2 separate regions of the Hordeum vulgare genome follow, and region 2 is linked to region 1. Evidence: chromatin contacts called from public Hi-C data. All regions are on one chromosome and are shown on one strand. Each heading gives the region's core, a stretch centred on a gene start, on an enhancer-like site or on the middle of the called end of the contact. The rest is flanking DNA. Distances are from core to core; before and after follow the strand shown. Region 1 holds the start of LOC123443950 (carbonic anhydrase, chloroplastic). Region 2 overlaps LOC123443954 (dual-specificity RNA methyltransferase RlmN).

What was found. A called contact is a pair of places that touch in the nucleus more often than the background predicts.
Region 2: a Hi-C map of leaf shows a contact between it and region 1, with 3 times the contacts expected there. The contact joins the enhancer-like site here to the promoter of LOC123443950 in region 1. A contact is called at or near these places in 2 of 6 Hi-C or Micro-C datasets (leaf and seedling).

Annotation. Positions count from the first base shown.
Region 1 is chr3H:390,243,103-390,249,225 of MorexV3_pseudomolecules_assembly, reverse strand. LOC123443950 (carbonic anhydrase, chloroplastic) reads left to right here and starts at 2,390. Exons shown (of 8, transcript XM_045120526.1): 1 at 2,390-2,910; 2 at 5,622-5,683; 3 at 5,798-5,846. The coding sequence starts at 2,743.
Region 2 is chr3H:390,807,644-390,813,766 of MorexV3_pseudomolecules_assembly, reverse strand. LOC123443954 (dual-specificity RNA methyltransferase RlmN) reads left to right here. Exons shown (of 8, transcript XM_045120529.1): 6 at 427-618; 7 at 704-840; 8 at 1,199-1,610. The coding sequence ends at 1,475. Among protein-coding and RNA genes, the nearest start is that of LOC123443954, 20 kb to the left of the region's middle. Within about 2 kb of position 2,661, at least 2 of the 3 cell types and tissues checked have open chromatin away from gene starts, as enhancers often do. A contact at or near this core is called in leaf, where this site is marked.

The sequences.
Region 1 (6,123 bases), core at 1,141-3,640:
ATATTCGGACGGACGGAGTAGTATCTAGTAAAGGATCTGTTTTTTTTTCTTTTTCCACAGAGTGGGAGGACAGACGCAATGGATAATAACGACTTCCTGATATTAGGCCAATTTCAACGGGCTACGACATTTGGTTCGTCAATATCCGTTTGGATCGAAACAAACAGAATAGCGGCCCAATGATGACCCAAACAGATGGGCGTCTATTTTTCGTTCGCCCGCGACCCATTTTCAGCCCAAATTTTGGTAGGGTCCGCGACGATGCCCGTCCTTGTCCCCCTGGCCCACTCGCCGGTGGCATGTAGGAAATTCTCTCTCCCCCTTTCACAACCGACACCATCTGCCCTCGCTGCCGCCACCCACTTCCGGTCGCTTGGACGCTGCCGCCACCCAGGCCTGGGCATAAAAACCGATGAACCAAAGACCGAACCGATGCCGAAACCGAAAAAACCGAATTTTCGGTTTTTCATGCTGTTATAGGAAAATTCGGTTTTGAACTTTACTAACCGAATTGTATTCAGCCGGTTCGGTTTTATATCGGACACCGAAACATAAACCGAACTTGCTATGGAAATTGCCGCATGTGTGCATGCGAGACGTGCTGGGCGCCTCGGCTGGTCACATAACACAGGTAATTAGGCCCACTTTTTTGCATGACAGATTGTGCCAGGCTGGCCTCGACGTATCGCCTCTGCTGAAGCCCGCTCGCTCATTCATTCCGCATGCATTTGGATTTGTCCCACCTCGCCTAGCTACACGAGATGAGGCAGTGAGTTCGTCTACTTAAGAAGGCTTGCTGCCAGAGGAAAAATACATGCTCGAAACGTGGTGAGAACAATTGATGTTTCTCTTCGGTATAAACTGAAACCGAACCGAATTTTTCGGTTAACCGAGTTTTTGGTTTTCAATCTTTTTGTGCTCTTTTCGGTCAGCAATATTAGAAAACGATTTTCAAAAAAGACCGAACAGTAGAAACCGAACTTTCGGTTTCTACCGAACGCCCAGGCCTACCGCCACCCACTTCTGGTCGCTTGGACGATGCCCATTCCTCCTCCCGCATGTACCCATTCCCCCCACCTCAATGCCGCATCCGAAGGCACATTCTTGCCGACATTTGTGGCCTCTTCTCTCCACTTTTGGTTCAAGGGCAGCTACAGTTGCCAGCACCGACCTCCACTGCACTTCCACCAGCCTCGTGCTCCAGCGCCGCTCACCGCACTCGCCTCTACTTTCACATGCCTCCTGCATGTACGGGGAGGGCGTGGAGCTCTTCACTGGTTGCTACCACATAACGCCCACAAGGTGTTCGTTGCTTTGCCCGCAAGGTACAATGGATAGTGGGGATGAATTCTTTTTCAACAACTTCATTTGTGATTCGGACGATTCTTCGTCCGTCGGTGAGGATTTTGTTGTTGCTACTTTGTTCATCAATGAGCACATTGCTAGGCAGCGGCCGAGGTTCAGAGGATCCATTTTGGGCCATGCTCCAGCGTTGAATCGGAAAAGAGAAAGCGACCATTGCCTACTCTTCACCGTCTACTTTGAGTGCATGTTCACACTCTTCAACCCCAAGCTTTTTTGGCACTGCTCCAGGATGGCAAGACATGGGTTCAACCATATTCGTGAGGGAGTGATGGCGTATGATGCAAAGAGGATGCCCTTGGAAAGGTTGATGTCTCCTTTTATCACAAATGCAATGTGGCTATTCGGATGCTTGCATACGTAATTCACGGGTTATCATGTTTATGAGTATGTCTGCATGAGTGAGTCCTCATGAATTGCATCATTGTAGAAGTTCCACAAGGTTGTGGTAGCAGTATTTGGTCTGGAGTACTTAAGAGATTCAAATGCCACAGATACAACCCATTTATTGACGATCAATGCGAGAGAGGCTTTCCCGGGAAGCTTGGTACCATAGATTGTATGTACTGTAAGTGGAAGAACCGTCCATTTGCTTGACATGGGCAATATAAGGGGCACATGAAAGCTTGCACTGTCATACTTGAAGCAATCACTTCAAAAGATATCTGAATTTGACAATCTTATTTCGTATGGTTTGTTCTGACAATGACATAAACGTGCATCAACGGTCTCCCTGCAATCCTCGACCTCCTTGGGGCAGGAAAACCACCCATGTCAAACGAAGCCTTACTGACGTAGAAGATGTTTACCAGAGCTAATGATTCACCGAGGTGTATCCTGGTTCCCGGTCTTATCTCTCGAGCTAATGATTCACCGAGCACATCCTGATCACACCTTATTCTGAGCACATCCTGATCACACACTTGACCCACTTCATCGCGACCACACCTCACCGTCGGCCCAGGCCCAAGCAAGAAAACCTTTGATAATTGTTGACTGATACGCGGCGGAGGATAGCAGCAGGTAGCGGCATGTCCATATCGTCATCCATCTCTCGACCGTAATCCCACGTCCCCCAACGCCACGCATTCAAACCCTTCAATTTCCGGCCCCATCCTCCCGCGTGTGGACCAGGATCCGTGCCGCGCGAACCGTTGGCCACGATGGAGCGTCGCGTTATCGGGAGCCTATCCGGTGTCCCGCCGGGGGGATGAGGGCGCCCATCGCCAGTGGCCGGGATCCACCGGCCTCGCCGAGCCGCACGCCGCCGCGCGCAACCCGTCCTTGGCTAGCTTGGTCCTCCGCGCGCAGCCGCTCCCGGCACTATTTCTTGCGCGCGTATATATAAGGAGGGCGCCAGGCACCGCCCATCTGCAGACAATGTCGACCGCCGCGGCTAACTGGTGCTACGCAACCGTCGCGCCCCGTGCCCGCTCCTCCACCATCGCCGCCAGCCTCGGCACCCCCGCGCCCTCCTCCTCCGCCTCCTTCCGCCCCAAGCTCATCAGGACCACCCCCGTCCAGGCCGCGCCCGTCGCACCTGCATTGGTACGTACTGCACCTGCACCTGCACCTGCACTACACTACGCACGCCTTGGCAACTGCATGCACCATGCATAGCTAGCATATCCGTCCTCTATCCGGCCCTTCTTAAGCTTTGGCTATAAGTTTGGCATCATGGCATGTGCCTTTGCTGTTTTGGGAACGGCATGGGCCATGGGTCCCTTTGATCCACGCCACATGCCTAGATCTTCTTCCCAGAATATGGGAGGATGCCAGCCACAATGCCTTGCGATGGCTGAACCAAATGCACCTCATTTTCGCGCTCAAAGAACCAAAACGCATTACTGCACAGCTGAGTTGACCAGCTTGATCTGCACATGGGGCTTGCATGTTGCCCATGATCTCCTATACTTTGCAAAAGCAATCATTGAATAGTATATGGATCCAACTTCCAACAGACAAAGGCATTGTTTTCTTTAGTCCTCCCTGCATCCACCATCAACATGAGTGTCAACAAACCGCATAGAATACGCGGGAAGAACGGTTTTCCAAAGAGGTGCCCAGCGATAATGTTAATTAAACACAATAATGTGCTCTGGATTGAAAATAACTTCACAAAGTCTCAAGTGTACAGGAGAAAGTTTATACTAGTGCATAAATATGTTGCTGCTTTTCCTTAAAGCGATAAGGTGGAGTCTATCGGGCATTATTGCTAAGACTGAACGACGCCAATTAAGCTAGGTCTACTCTATGTTCCTACTCTCCTGGTTCTTCGAGAATGATGTCCATCCTTTTGGCTTGATGTTGGGTAGTTTGACTTTGATTCGAAATACTAACGACTAGGTCATCCAATGCGTCAGCTTCCTATTTTCCTCTTTTTGGAGTTTTCAAACACCACCTATGCAAGTTATTACACTCGAAGGTTATAACAAATCCTCATTTAGATTACTAATGTCTCAAGAAAACAAAGAGTAATGTGCAGAAACACCAAACTTTTACGTAGGAGATTGTACATAAAAACTTGTAAACCATAGGTAGAGGACGCCTGGTCTTTTAATTTGTTGGCATCAACGCCACAACGCTACACGTAGTGATGTGATGCAGAGCTTGAAGCTGATTGCAACCCTCAACCATGTGTGGTAGCAGCTCCTCCAGCCGAGATGCCATCAACAAAGAAAGAATCCTACACATATGTCGTCCCAATGTATTAATCTTACATTCTAAAGAACATGCTGAAGTATTATTTGGCATAATACATCATGCATGTCAAAAAAAGAGCAGAAACGCCGTCATAGCAAGCATTTACAGTCTGTCTTCAAAAAAAAAAGAGCAAGCCGTTGCCGTTCGGTCGTCAATTCAGGAGATTCGGGAGCAAATGCCTGCCCCTGGTCGTCGATTGAGGAGTAGGGAGGGAGGGAGGGAGCGGTACGTTGCATAGGTTCCTTCCAATAATTCAGGAGGCGTTGGTCTCGGCAGTTGGTACGGGATAGAGGCGTCATTTCCGCTCCGCCTTCCTCGTCTATGAAAAGGAAGATGCTACGTCCCCGTGAAGAGGTGGCCCTTCCTCCGGCCCCAGGATCTGGATTTAGACGTTCGTTGGGAGTAGAGGGGCCAATTGTCCTTGTATCTGGGAGCTGGTGATTACCCCAGCCCCCACCTTCACCCCATGCACCTGGGCAAACGCTTCTGGGGATCTGACTAGTACTACTACTAGTACTAGGCAGCACACAGTTGAATGGCTGGCTGGCTGGCTGGCAGAAACGAGTAGAGTAGTACTGGTATCCTGATATGCTTTGACTTGTGAACTTTGTCGGTTCCTAGACCTAGTGGCAATTGCATCATGCAGCAGTTCCTTTGTTCGTAAGCTTTCTCTCGACCCATCTTATATATATTTGATTCCATAAATAATAACATTAGAAAGTAGTAGTAGTAGTAGTACAAAAGGAAAGGATAAACATAAGCAGGTCCGGCCACCTTCAATTCACGGGTTTAATGATCTGACCAAAACATGCTAGTACTAGAAAAAGAGAAAAGAGGACCATAGTGACCGGCCATTTGGCCACAGAGCCAGCCCCTCCTTTGCTGCTAACTTCTTTCGTTGCCTTCTTCTTTCCACTCACCGCGTTCCACGTGCCATGTTTGCCAGTAATCCGTCCGTCCATCCATCCGGGGAGAGAAGAGAGAAGAGAGAAGAGAGGAGAGAAAACAAAAGAGTAGAGTCGCGATAGTTGAAGATGAGCGGCTGCCTGTGCCTCCCCTGCTGCTATAAGAAGTCCCCCGCCCCCGCCCCCGCTGGGGAGAACAACAAACCAGCAGCGGCAGCGGCAGCGGCAGCGGCAGCGATAGATTCTTCCTCCTCGTCACTCATCCAGAAGCCTACCTACCATCCACCACCTCCTCCACCCTCCAACAAGGTCCGTCTCCCTCCTCCCCCCTCTCCCCCACACACCACCCACAAACTGCTCCATCCATCCATCAATCTCTTCTTTTTTCCGTTTCCTTTTCTCCGCCCGCCCCCCTTTCGATTCAGTTCACAGCTTGCCCTTTCAGCTTTTCTTCTTCTTCTTCTTCTTTTTTGTTGTAAAGCATTTGTTATCCTCTTGCATCGCCTTTGAATCGCCTTTGTTCGTTTGCGCACGCCCTCCCTCTCCCTCTCCGTGGGCACAGCTCTCTCCCTCGAAATTCGCATGATGCATGTCAATGGGTTAATTTGACGGCAACTGATTCGGTGCTGATCCTTCCCTCCCCTTTTGCAGATGGACGCCGCCGTGGAGCGCCTCAAGACCGGGTTCGAGAAGTTCAAGACCGAGGTCTACGAGTAAGCAGTTACCCCCAATCCTGTCCTGCTGCGTCAAACCGATGATGTTTTCGTTCGATTTAAGTCTTGTGTTTTAACTGACGATTCTCTCTCCGTTTCCTCTTCCCCTGACAGCAAGAAGCCCGATTTCTTCGAGCCGCTCAAGGCCGGCCAGGCGCCCAAGGTATGTACCCCCCATCATTCCTTCTGCCATAAAATGTTGCCCTACTCTACTCTAGTTGCTCTGTAGATTTGGGGATCGACTCATCAGGCGCTCACTAGTATTACTTCTTCTGGTAGCCATGGCGCAGCAGCGGAAGAAAAGAAAGCCCCTCTGTTCGTTCACATTATCCTGGGCATAACCCGGAATACACTCTGTGCTGTGGCCTGTGGGTGCCCATAGCATTTCCTCCTGCTGCGGTCAAAGCAGATGAAAGAAAACTGCCGCTTGTCCTGATGTC
Region 2 (6,123 bases), core at 1,412-3,911, 560 kb before region 1:
TGTAGTTCATAGTTTTATCTTGAATATGTATCTTGCTTTTGCATGCCATTCTTCTTGAATTACTATAAAACTACCCTTTGTGTTTTATTTTTTTGAACTCCAACCGGCATGTTAGATATATTCCCCCTACTTGGCATTGTTCCTGGTAGCATTACCCTGCTTTGGCCTGCATTTGTATCCTGATATCAGTATTCATTACTGTTGAAATTGTAGGCCTAACGTTATGGCTTCCTTTATCATAGTTTTGGTCTTTTCTGAGTTCCACATTTATAAGTTTAGACTCTAGTGATAATGATAGCAACGTCATGGAAGCCTTGGTATGCATTATTCACTAGTATTTGTATAGTATTAATGCTGTTGCATTTTTTTTAATAAGATGCTATCACTTTTCCTCAATAATCTTCCATTAATATCTAATTTTTCCAGGGCATGGGCGAGCCGTTGCACAATGTAGATAACGTAATAAAAGCATCATCTATAATGGTTGATGAGCAGGGCCTTCAGTTTAGTCCTCGCAAGGTTACTGTATCCACAAGTGGTCTCGTTCCAGAGATAAAACGCTTCCTCAATGAATCCAATTGTGATCTGGCCGTGAGTCTTAATGCAACAACTGATGAGGTGAAACTGAAAATTTGTTATTCTATTGTGGTGAAATGGTTTGACACTATTTTGCTATGCTGTATACACTAACTTCCTGTTCCAGGTTAGGAATTGGATAATGCCCATTAACAGAAAGTACAATCTTAGTACGCTTCTTGGCACTTTGAGGGAGGAACTTTGTTTGAGACCTAAGTCCATAGTGCTATTTGAATACGTCATGCTTGCTGGAGTGAATGACAGGTCAGGAATCTTGGGTTAAACAATTGTTTCTCATTGTTTTCATCTCAACGATTCTTCTTAGAAGAGCTTACATCTGGTGATATTTTTACTTGGGACATGGATATAGCAACATTTGCAAACGGGTGTTCTTTTTTCCAGTACTACTCAATTTTTAACTGCTTCATGCATATGGGCCAAATGAGGAGTCGAATGGTGATCTATACAGTATATAATATAGTCGACATTGTTGTTTTAGCAAGTTTCTTGTACACAAATTAAAGCTTCCAGTCTGTAAGTAAAATTTTTTTGAAGACCTTGCAGCAAAATGATTTACCCCTTGAATCCTGAACTCATTTTTTTGGGTTTACTATGCTTGCAGTGTGGATGATGCGAAGAGGCTTACAGAGCTGGTTCGTGGTATTCCCTGCAAGATCAACCTCATCTCTTTCAATCCCCATAGCGGGTCCCAGTTCAAGCCGACGCCCGATGAGAAAATTATCGAGTTCCGTAACATGTTAATCCAATCTGGCCTTACCGTTATGGTGCGGCTAAGCAGAGGCGATGACCAGATGGCTGCCTGCGGGCAGCTAGGAGAGCCTGGTGACTATCAGCTACCGCTGCTCCGTGTTCCTGAGAAATTTCAGGTCGCCTTCTGAAGCCAAATACGTAGTAATCGGTACAGTAGTAAAACAGGTGCCTGGGAACAATCTGATAAAGACAAGGCAGTAATATGCGTGTAATGAGGATGAAACCACGCTGATTCTTTCAGGTCAATCATCTTCCTGAGGCTATGTTCGGTTAAACCTCTCTCATAGAGGATTGGAGGGGATTGAGGTGGATTTTGACTTACAGGGGATTTAATCCTCCCCAATCCCCTCCAATCCCTTTCAAACCCCTTGCAACCGAACAAGGCCTGAGCGAGCCTTACGACCGTTCGAGCATTTTCTGAATTTTGATGGCAAGTGCTGAACGGTTGATCTGTGCTGATTGTAACCCATGTTCTGATTAATACAGTATATATCATCTCTCTTTTTGTTGCAGAAATAAGAACATTTGGTCAGCAAAGAAGTTGCATGTTTCTTCGTTTGATGCAGGGAGGGCTAGGTATCAAATAAAGCCGAGACGAACCTCTGGATCGGCATGCTCCAAGCAACTTTGAGTGGACGCATGACATGTGGGCATCTGGCATAGCTTCCGACGCGGTCCGAGTCGCCAAAGTCGGTTCTGTTGCAGAGGTACTAGTTCCAAAAGACTGGAATCTACTCTAGCTATTGCTTTGCTGGTCATCTTGGATTTAGATGATGCAGGAATGACAGAAAGACAAGAAAAGGGCCTACGTGCATGCTTTGCCTTGCTTGAGATACCTTAACCATTAAGGTGTGCATGCCATTGCCATACCACCACCTGACCTGACCTGAGCACCCTACTTAGAAAAGAAAAGGGCAAAGCGATCTAACACAAGCCCCACCAATCAATGCGCCTTCTTTCCAAAAGCAGTTGCATTACAAGACCGCACCCATGGGGATTTGGGCGCCTTTAGCACTAATCTGCAGCCCAAATGGAGTACTCCACAGCCTACACGGATACACCTGCTTCTTTGCTTTAGTTGCAGAAGATTGCTTGGATTTTGATTCGCAAAAAAAAAAAGATTGCTTGGATTTTGACATCCCAGAAAACAAAAGACAAAGGGACTCTCTCTACGGCTGTTGTTTTCTAAAAGGCTTTTGTTTGGTTTAATATTTTCGAGAGGCCCGAGCCAGATTTTGATGACAGTCTATGATGTAACCAACAGAACTAGTAGCGACGTAGCAACTAGACTTGCTGAGGACTGAGGAGCCTTGATGACTGAGCTGTGGCATTCTGTCGTCAAATCCACGCTTTGGATCAGTTCTTTTCTTCTACCTTCAGCATACCGTGTGCCCTGGCCTTTTCATGGGGCCCGTCTGAAACAACCGCAATTAAGTGCAGATTCACACGGCAGCACCTGCTTCGTTAATGTATTCCTTCTTACAACAGTCGCTGCTCTGGCATATATAAAACGAAAAAGGAATTCCTAACAATATATTCAGTGATGTAGTTTTAAACATCATATTTTCAGTGATGTAGAACAAAATACATTGAAATGAGGTCTGTGTCAATTTTTTTTATGGTTTTTTAACACATGATACTATTCATGCCAAAAGTTTATGAATTTGTTATTTTTGCACAGATTGAATCTTAAGGTATTTCATTCTGATTTTTTGCACACATATACATTTCATCTTTGTGTATTTGCATATTTGTTTTTAGTTTTTTTTGAAACAGAAATTTTGAATTTTGAATTTTTTAAAAACAAAGGGTGCCATGGAGCCCTAGCTCCAATAGGCATTTTCGCTGCTCCGGCATATGTAAAACGAAAAAGGAATTCCTAACATTTTTTTTCAGTGCTGTAGTTTTCAACATCATATTGGTGTCTCTATACATACATATAAATGTAGTAGTTCTCAAGATCCATAACGTATATGTCAGGCAATAACAGCAATCGACTGACAACTATTCTCTCGCTCCCGACGTGTCTCCATAGCCGTCACGCGTCCACGACATGATGAAAAGATTGGATCTTGGTCGTGCTTAATTTTCTAGACAACCTCCCGACCCACCTTACTGGTTATTCATATCCTATCAAAGAAGCGGCAAACCAGGGAACAATCATACTGAGACATTATTGACCTCTAATTTGTATCTGTCAGAGATAGTTCCAAGCTGCCTACCGATGAACATGACATGGCATGACAATTGTTTACGATAACAACACACAATAATTTACTATCATGCCAGCCAAGCTAAGTGTGTTGAATAAGCACGCGCCTTGTCGCTACCTAGCTAGATCCAAATTCCAATTACCACTAAACTTGCGTTTCATTTTGTCTCAATATGTCACCTTGCATAACTTCAAAAAGTAGAGGCTCTGTCGAATTAGATAGGCAGGACTAAAAAAAACATTTGCTTAATGGGTGAGGCATGGTTAAGTGGTGAGGTTGCAGCAGCGGCTAAGCATATATTTGGTGGCTAAACTTACGAGTACAAGAATAAGAGGGGGAAGATCTACGCATAACGGACGTGAACTACTGATGATCAAGTGAATGATCCTGAACATCTACCTACGTCAGACATAACCCCACCGTGTCCTCGATCGGAGAAGGAACTCACGAAAGAGACAGTCACGGTTACACACACAGTTGACAAGTTTTAATTAAGTTAACTTCAAGTTATCTAGAACCAGTGTTAAACAAAGCTTCCACGTTGCCACATAACCGCGGACACGGCTTTCCGAAAAATTTAACCCTGCAGGGGTGCTCCAACTAGTCCATCACAAATTACCACAAGCCGCATAGAAATCCTCAATCAAGAAGCTCGCGACCTCGTCGGATTCCCTAGTGGAAAACCTCAACTCTGAGATTACCCAAAGCATCACCGGAATCCCGATGCACAAGATATCTCGTCAAAGGTAAAACTAATCCAGCAAGGCCGCCCGACGTGTCGACGATCCCGATAGGAGTCGCGTACCTCGTTCTCAGGACACGACGGATAAGCGACGCGTACAAGTGCCAAACCTCGAGTTTCCTCGCGGTGGCCCCGCACAGTGCTCTGTTTTGGACCAACACTCATGAGGAGCACTGGTCCGGGGGTTGATTAAATTATCCTCGGGGTCCGGAAAGTCCCTATGCAAGTTTATTAAGTGATTAGGCAAATGTAGTACCAATGTTGGGCCTTGCCAGACCAGCTTTAATCTAAAACAAATTATCAAGGAGGTCCCCATAACAACCCCGATCGTGTTAGGAGCGCTCATTTATGGAACATAACACCGGTAGCCGAAAACTAAGGGGGCAAAGGTGGAACAAAACACCAGGCTAGAAAGGCCGAGCCTTCCACCTTTTACCAAGTATATAGGTGCATTAAATTAAATAGCATTTAAATATGGTGATATAACAAGGAACCCATGTTATCACATGGAAGCAATGCACCTGCAACTAGCAACGCTAACACAAGGTTAAGCAAGCAGTAACATAGCCAATCAGTGGTTTGTTAGGTTGAACAGGTTGAAGGTTAATATGGCATTGTTGAGAGGCTGATATTTAACAAGTGGTAGGCAACGAGACATAATCGATAGCATCGAGATAACTAGCATGGCAATGATAATAATGGTATCTAGGGAAATGATCATCTTGCCTGAGATCCCGCTTGGAAGAAGAATGCCTCCGTGAAGCAGACGAACCGACGTAGTCGAACGGGTCCTCACAATCCGGCACGCTGCGGAACTCTAACGAGACGAAGCAAAACGGAAAATTCAAATCAACACACGAAATTCACCACACGATGCACAACACATATGATGCATGAGCTACTGAATACATGCAAGACACGACATGGCAAATCACACAACCAAACACTACACATTAAGTGAAGTTCAATATGCAACGAGTTGCATATTGACGAAACTCCACGTTAATTATTTAGTTCTGTCCCGAGTAGATACACAGAAATATTAAATGTGATTAAACATGGCAAGAGGTGAAGCGCAAATAATCTACCTATCTAGGCATTTTAAATGAGGTCGGAAATGACATATAGCACCTCCAAGATGAACTCACATGTTAATTTACGATTCTGTCCAGATCTGAACTAATGCATTTAATTGGTTGTTAAACAGCAAAACAAATAGGTTCAGTGATTCTACGCGTCATGACAATCAATCTACACATAGAGATCATCTCCAACGTAGCTACGGATCAAAAGATACAAGCACCGCAAGATATGATGGCATGAATGCAATATGTGTGCAACGATGGCTACGAGCACTTCAACACATACAGACAACAAGAGAAAATGAAACTACACGAGATTCTAAGCAAGTTTCATATAGGGCACGTTCAAAAGGGAGCTACGGTTCAAAAGATACGAGCAAATCAAGAAATCACTACAATCTGCCAAAATCAGCCACATAACACTTTCTACGCCCCACAACTTCGGCTACACAACTCCGATATGCTCAAGCAAGGCATGACACGGAAGAGGGCAAGAAGCACTACTACGAACAGCTAACAACAACTAGCATGTCATCATGGATCACTAGGAAAAGAAGACACAACATGGCATCGCACACACTATTTCAGACTTAGTGAAAATAGCACTTCATGAAAGTGCAGTTTTCGATCTGAAGCAATATTGACAGCAGCAAATCCTATAGCTACAGGACTCCAAATGGCATGAAAATTTACAGAATGCTAGAGAAACACAAGGGGTACAACTAACTCCATTGGACTA